2 separate regions of the Rattus norvegicus genome follow, and region 2 is linked to region 1. The links are chromatin contacts, called in public Hi-C maps. All regions are on one chromosome and are shown on one strand. The core of a region is the stretch at or near the end of the contact, and the rest is flanking DNA. Distances in the headings are between cores, read along the strand shown. Region 1 overlaps Tmc1 (transmembrane channel-like 1). Region 2 has its middle 72 kb from the start of Tmc1.

The links. Hi-C and Micro-C count contacts between places; a contact is called where the count stands out from the background.
Region 2: a Hi-C map of the A7r5 cell line shows a contact between it and region 1, with 3 times the contacts expected there. The contact joins two enhancer-like sites. A contact is called at or near these places in 4 of 12 Hi-C or Micro-C datasets (the A7r5 cell line, the Rat2 cell line, Schwann cells and 1 more).

The regions. Positions count from the first base shown.
Region 1 is chr1:227,772,983-227,776,198 of GRCr8, reverse strand. All of the region lies in intron 9 of Tmc1 (transmembrane channel-like 1), which reads left to right. Among named protein-coding and RNA genes, the nearest start is that of Tmc1, 98 kb to the left of the region's middle. Within about 2 kb of position 1,413, at least 3 of the 93 cell types and tissues checked have an H3K27ac peak or open chromatin away from gene starts, as enhancers often do. A contact at or near this core is called in the A7r5 cell line, where this site is marked.
Region 2 is chr1:227,942,888-227,946,217 of GRCr8, reverse strand. No RefSeq gene overlaps it. Among named protein-coding and RNA genes, the nearest start is that of Tmc1, 72 kb to the right of the region's middle. Within about 2 kb of position 1,492, at least 7 of the 93 cell types and tissues checked have an H3K27ac peak or open chromatin away from gene starts, as enhancers often do. A contact at or near this core is called in the A7r5 cell line, where this site is marked.

The sequences.
Region 1 (3,216 bases), core at 164-2,663:
ATGAATAAGGTTTACACACATGATAAATATGATTAAATAGGAATATTGAATATGGACGAAAGATGAGCTCAGATCCTAAAGATTCACGTCAAATTTTCTTCTTCCCTTGAATAAAGAACAAGGGAATTATTTTCAAATGTGCTCTTTGAAAAAATCTTATGGGATTTTTGGTAGACTCCATATTAACTCCTTCGCCAGCCTACACAAGAATACACGAATACTTAATAGTCACTACTAAATTAAAAAGAAACACTTATGTACTGAGAAATATCAAATTCTACAAAATACTGAAAAAAGCACTAATTCACTATAATATTAAAATAAATAGTATTTTACTATAGCACTAACAGTAGTCTTACTCAACACCATAGTTTGCTGTCCTTGTCAACTTAAAGAGGGAACCTGAACTAAGGAACTGCTTCTATCAGATTAGCCTATGAGCACGTCTTTAGGGCATTTTCTTCATTTATGACTTACGTGGGAAAGCCCAGCCTACTGTGCATGATGTGGTCTTGGTAGGTGGGCTTGCACTATTTATGAAAGGTAGCAAGCCAGGTAAAGCAAGCCAGCGTGGTCAGCGTTTCTTCATAAATTTCTACTGCTTTTTAGTTCCTGCCTTCAGGTTCCTGCCTTGTGTTCTGTCCTGGAATCCCATGAGGATGAACTATAACCTGTCAGTTCTCCCCAAGTTGGTTTTGATCAATATTTTATCACAGCAACAATAAGTGAGTTAGAACGTTTAATTATTGTGGCACAAACTTATTGTTGCCTATTGAAAAATCATTTTGGGGTATGATTCAAGCCTGTGATGATGTAATTCTATAATTTCTTTTTAAAATACTAACAAGATCAGAGATGGGCAGAGTTTAGGATATTGATAATTTAATCAATTTTCTGGAGAACTTCAAATGAGAATTAAATTTTGCATATTTGATGTGATAAAGATAAAGACCCCTCAGATTGCCTCTTTATAGTCAATATGTGTGCATTTACAGATATTTTGGTTTCTAAAATTTAAGCTTCTTAAGATGAGAAAATGACTGCTCTGTATTCTTTTCAGTTCCTAATATGGTCTTCATTAAACTGGTAGATGGCTCTCGTGAACCCTGCTTTCTGTCTTCGAAGTTTGACTGTTTCTAGTTTTTTTTTCAAATAGATGAATCAGATGACATCTAGTCTTATGAGTCTCACCGAATAGCAATCCTGAGTAAGGGAAAGATTTTTTTAGATTGATGTGATGAAAACCACAGAAATAAATTTATGTGATCAGTACCAGAAGACAGAATTTTTATGACAGAATTCTAGTCTCTAAGAAGATACAGCAAGCTATTGAGGAAGCATGAAGCACAGAATCAGTAGTAAGTTTTTCATTTTTGAGTCTTAAATCACCCTAGTTGGCTATGTCATTAAAGTCAACATTGACTCATTAAATATAAGCAGCATGCACTGGCCTCACAAAAATGAATGCAATGTGGCTCTTGGTCTATTGTACTTTTTAAAATAGAAGTAAGATAGATTTGCCATGACTAGGGGAAGAAGAAGGGGATGCAGTAGTGACAGGAGATAAAGCCAATCAGCCATGGGAGATTTCAGGTAAGCGGCCACTGGCCACTTCCCTGACTGGGCCTGAGGTAGCCGGGGAAGGTTTGGGAATGCCCAGCCTTTTGAAGAAGCCAAGGCATTTAAAAATAAGCCTGTGTGTGTGTGTGTGTGTGTGTGTGTGTGTGTGTGTGTGTGTGTGTGTGTGCGCACGCGCACATGTGAGTGTGTGTTTTATTTGTGAATCTAAAGACAGTTCCTGGGTGGTGACACTGCTTTGACTGTGGCACTTGTGTACCTGCCCAGGAATTATCATTGGGCTCTCCTAAACCTTCCGCTGCTATCTCAGGCCCAATCAGTAAAGTGACCTGTGGCCACATACCCAAAATATCACATGGCTGGTTTGCTTTACCACTGCTGCATTCCATTCTTCTTCTCCAGGTCATGGAGAATTGCTCTGTTTCCTCTGCGTCCTACTTGCACAACTCTTAAGTAATCCCTCCCTGTGCTCAGCCATTAGCCATAGGCATCCTTATTGATTGATCAAAAACTGACTGGGGACAAGGACCTTTAGCAACTGGTCATGCAGATTCCTGATTGAATCAAAGCATTAGAACCAATTTGCAACAGATAGGCAATATGATGGGCTGTAAACCATATTAGCAGAACGGTAACAAGAATAACAACAAGAAGAGGGGACTGAGGAGTCCTGTTCAGGTGTAGTGCTTACTTTTTTCTATTGCAGTGGCACTGAATTAAGTAACATATAAAAGAATTTAATTGGCCTTGTGATTCCGGAGGGCTATAGTTATGATGATGCAGTGAAGGCAGGAAAACAGGAAGCTGGAGAAGCAGCTAAGATTACACATCTTGATCCATGAGGAGGAAGCAGAAATAATGTCTTTTGGAACCTCAAAGCCCATTCTCATTGAAAGCTGCAAGAAAGCTGCACCTTCTAATCCTTCCTGAACAGCTCCACCATCTGAGGATCAAGCATTTAAACATAAGAGACTATGGGGGTCATTTTTGTTCAAGCCGCCATATGTGATTAATTCTACTGGAGAAGGACTGTGTTTCATAGAATAAAGTTTTTTTTTTTTAAGATTTAAAAAACATCATCTCACCTTGAGACCTTAAAATTTTCAGCTTTAATTGTGGTATGATTTATAGACCATTAAATTTACCTGGTGTAAGCATGTGACTTGATAACTTAAAGTAGATCTGTGCGACAGTAATCATAAATCATCCTTAAAACACTTCTAACACCTCCCATGGAGGTCTTTTGTGCCTGTTTGCAGTTCAGTCTTCACCTCCCAATCTCATACAAATATTGGATCTATTTTTTTCCTATGATTTTGTGTTTTCCAAAATTTTTTGTCGGAATAACTGCAGTCATATGGCATGTTATATATCTGGTCTGGTATTTTTCATTTATTATGTTTTAGGTTTACTTATGCTAAGCATACATCATAATTTATTGTACAGAAACACTTCATTGCATGCCTTTAATTTTCTTTGTTTATCTATTTGCGGGTGAATGATGAGTTTCTGCTATGTTTTGGTTATTCTGATACTGCTACTGTGAGTATTTACTGGAATGTTCTTTGTGGACACATGTTTTTGTTTCTTTGTGTAGTTAAGTCAGAGAAGAGTTACTGAGTAAGTGTGTGCCTACCA
Region 2 (3,330 bases), core at 243-2,742, 170 kb before region 1:
TTTCCTGCACTTATGGACATCAGCATGTCATAAACTTGTCCCGACACTCACATCTATTACTATTTCTTCCTACAAGGTCCATGAAGATGTATTTCTTTATTAATCTGCACATTGTTTTTATAACAGTGCCTGATACGTAGTAGGCATCATATAATACTTGCTAAACGAATGGGTAATGATGAATCAATAAATATGCAAAATATGTCAGCTTGTTTCACGATCAGAACAGTATAAAGAAGTCAGTGAAGTACAAAGTATAGCGGCGAGACAGGGCTGACTTCGTTCTTCTGTGCTTTTCACAGTTTCTATTGAAGAACTAGAGCAAAGAGTGACCCATGTTTGTCCAGTGGCCGCGTAGATGGTCTGTTTCAGTGATACAGAAAATAGGCAATACATATCAAAGGGAAATACTTGTAAAATTCTAGATTACTTTAAAGGACTCTCTCATTTAATTTATTGATTATATGATCCTTACTTATAAAACGGACTGATGTGGATGGAAAAACCATACAAATGAACCCCCCTTAGTAAATAGTTTGTGGGCAATTAGGACAATAAAAAATATCTCTAACATGTGCCAAGAGCAGAGCGGCTTGCTACCATATGATGAAAAATTCAGGCAGCCTCACATTGCTGCACAGAAAATGACCTCATTAGCAGCTTCAACAGCAACTCATTGTATTCAAGGTTTGTGTGGGTCAGGGAGCCAGGATGAGGCTAACTGAATGGTTCTGGGTCAGTGTCCTTGCTTCGATTTCCTGTGGCTGCCATAGACCATACCGCAGACCTGGCAGCTTAAAGAACAGAATGCGTACTCCTCCCAGAGCCCTGAAAGCCAGGGCCCATGATAGTGCTTCCTTCTGTGGCCTGTCTCTTTCTCATCCACACAGACAATGCCTTCTTCCTGTGCTCATGGACCTCAGCATCTCTTTTGAGAGCTCATTTCCTCTTTTCTTTAGCTTATGAGCCAGCTTAAAGTTAAATCCACCCTAAAGACTTTATTTTAACTTAATCAACTCTTGGAAGGTCTTACCCTAAAATGTTGTTAACAAATCAGGGCCTGTCCCTCAGGTCATGAATTTTTACCTCGTTTACCTTTTTGGAGAGCCTCATCCTCAAGTAGGTGGTTAAAATTTCAAACATATGCCTTTGCAGAATGGGGACAGAATTCAGTTTTTAAGAGTCCTCCATAACTTGGGGCTGTGGTCTCACCTGATGGCTGGGTAAAGTTCAGCTTCTTACCTCACATGTGGTTGGTAGGTATAAGTCTTCCTGGAGATGGCCCTTGTCCTGTGGCTTTCCTACAGGCTTTCCAGTTACCTCATAATAGAGCCTCTGGTTTCCCCTTGATAAGTCAAACTCAGGTTGGTGACTATGCAGAAAGGGACAGAGAAAATTCTAGATAGAATTTACAGGCTTTGTGTAATGCAGCTCTGAAGTGACATGCCTTTGCTATTACCACATCCCAGTGGTCACACTGACCAACCTAGAAAAATGTTGTGGGAGAAGACTGGATAGGAGAACAAGAGAATCAGGATATAAGATCATTGGTGGTCAGCTTTAAAGTTGGCCATGAGAATTGTATTAAAATTACCATTCTAGACGGCAAAAATTTACATATTTACATAACTCAAGATACTTTGGTTAATCAGTAAAATATGACTCTAAAATATTTTTAGCTGCTGTAATAATTAAGGGGGGTAGGAATGACGGTTTCTGGAATAGAATTCCATTTGCTGAAGAAGAATTTGAAATATTTGCCAAACAAATGAATACATGCTGTAAGTTTTAGTGCCTAAGGGCTAATTCCTCTAAATAAAATGCACCAGGAGTTAGTGTCACACTTGACTCTGTGTTTGAATATGCATTTTAACATTTAGATATTCTGACAACTTTAGCAATTTATTCAATCTCTAGTCTCTGGCATTCTCATGCAAAATGGTAGAAACAAATGACATCTGCTTTTATGGTTGCTGGGAAGCTGAGCTAACACATAGAAAGTGCTTGAACAGGGCCCTGAACAAATAGCATGTCGAAATCACAGGGATGGTCTCTTGTTATTATTACTGACGAGACTCCAGTACATGCCTGACTCATTATAGGTACTCACAAATGGCTGTGATGACCAAAATATATTGTCTTTATGGAGTTGTAACAGAGTTTGCATAGAAAATGGTATTAGCTGGGATCATTGCCAACTGATGCTTATCTGAATCGAAAAGAACAACGTTTACGTTCTTTGTTGCCAAAGGTGGAGGCTTCTGTGCTAAAGCTTATGTCTAAGACAGAAATGATGGAACATGTCCATAATACTCCAAAGGCTGAGACAGGAGAATTGCTGCAAGTTTGAGGCCAGCCTGCTCTATATACAGGAGGTTCTGGACCAGTCAATGTTTTGTGGTAAGCCCTGTCGCAAGAAATAAAGCAAAACTATCATCAGATCTTAAGTCCATAAATTGTATTATTACATCACAGTCACAGTTCTCTAAAGTAAGCCCTTTTTTTCTCTCCACAAATAAGTTTGAAAGACTATGATGTATGAGAGGGGAATGAGATCAGTAAGGATGCTGCTTGGCATGGTGCCAGGTAATAAAGTAATCTCATTATCGGGCTACGTGGAACTTCTGTGGCTAACAGAATTTTCAGGCAGTAAGATGATGCCACAGGAAGATTAATTTAGAACTGCTGTGAGAAACAAACCAAGAGGGAGTCTTCTAGCTTGGGTTGGTACAGGGTTTAAATAGTACCTCCCATGGCTTCTTATGAAGCACAGAGCAAAAGGAGCGAAAGAAATGGCCTCTTCGAAGAGGAAACAATAGGAAAGTTTCACTTCTGAGCACTTGACTTTCACAGGCATGAGCCCAGTCATGGTTCTAGCAACCAATTGCTATGCTCAGGGTGTGGAGTCACTGCTTAGACTCAATCACACTGGGGTCTGATGCAGTTGAAGTTCAGATGGGGTTCAAGTTCAGTCTGATTCTATGCTGCTCCTTGAGAAATTCCAAGTTAGGGGCATAAGCAAGAGGATAAAGTAAGTCCTTTGGAGGTCAGAAATTTATTAGGAGAGTTATTATTGCGACAGACAGACAGACAGACAGACAGACAGACAGTAACATTGTAGGGAGTCCAAGGGAAGTTCAGGCACCCGTGACAGAGCAAGAGGCTATTTCTTCCATGTTTCAGAGGAAATCGGAGGAGCTGAAAGATGTGGTTGATACACAGTAAGTCCTTGTAGTCAGATGTTTCTGAATCTCCCACGAGGGCGAGGAAGGCAAGAATCTAGAAAAACAACTTTAATTCTGGAAACCAACGTAGTTTGAGAATTGTCAA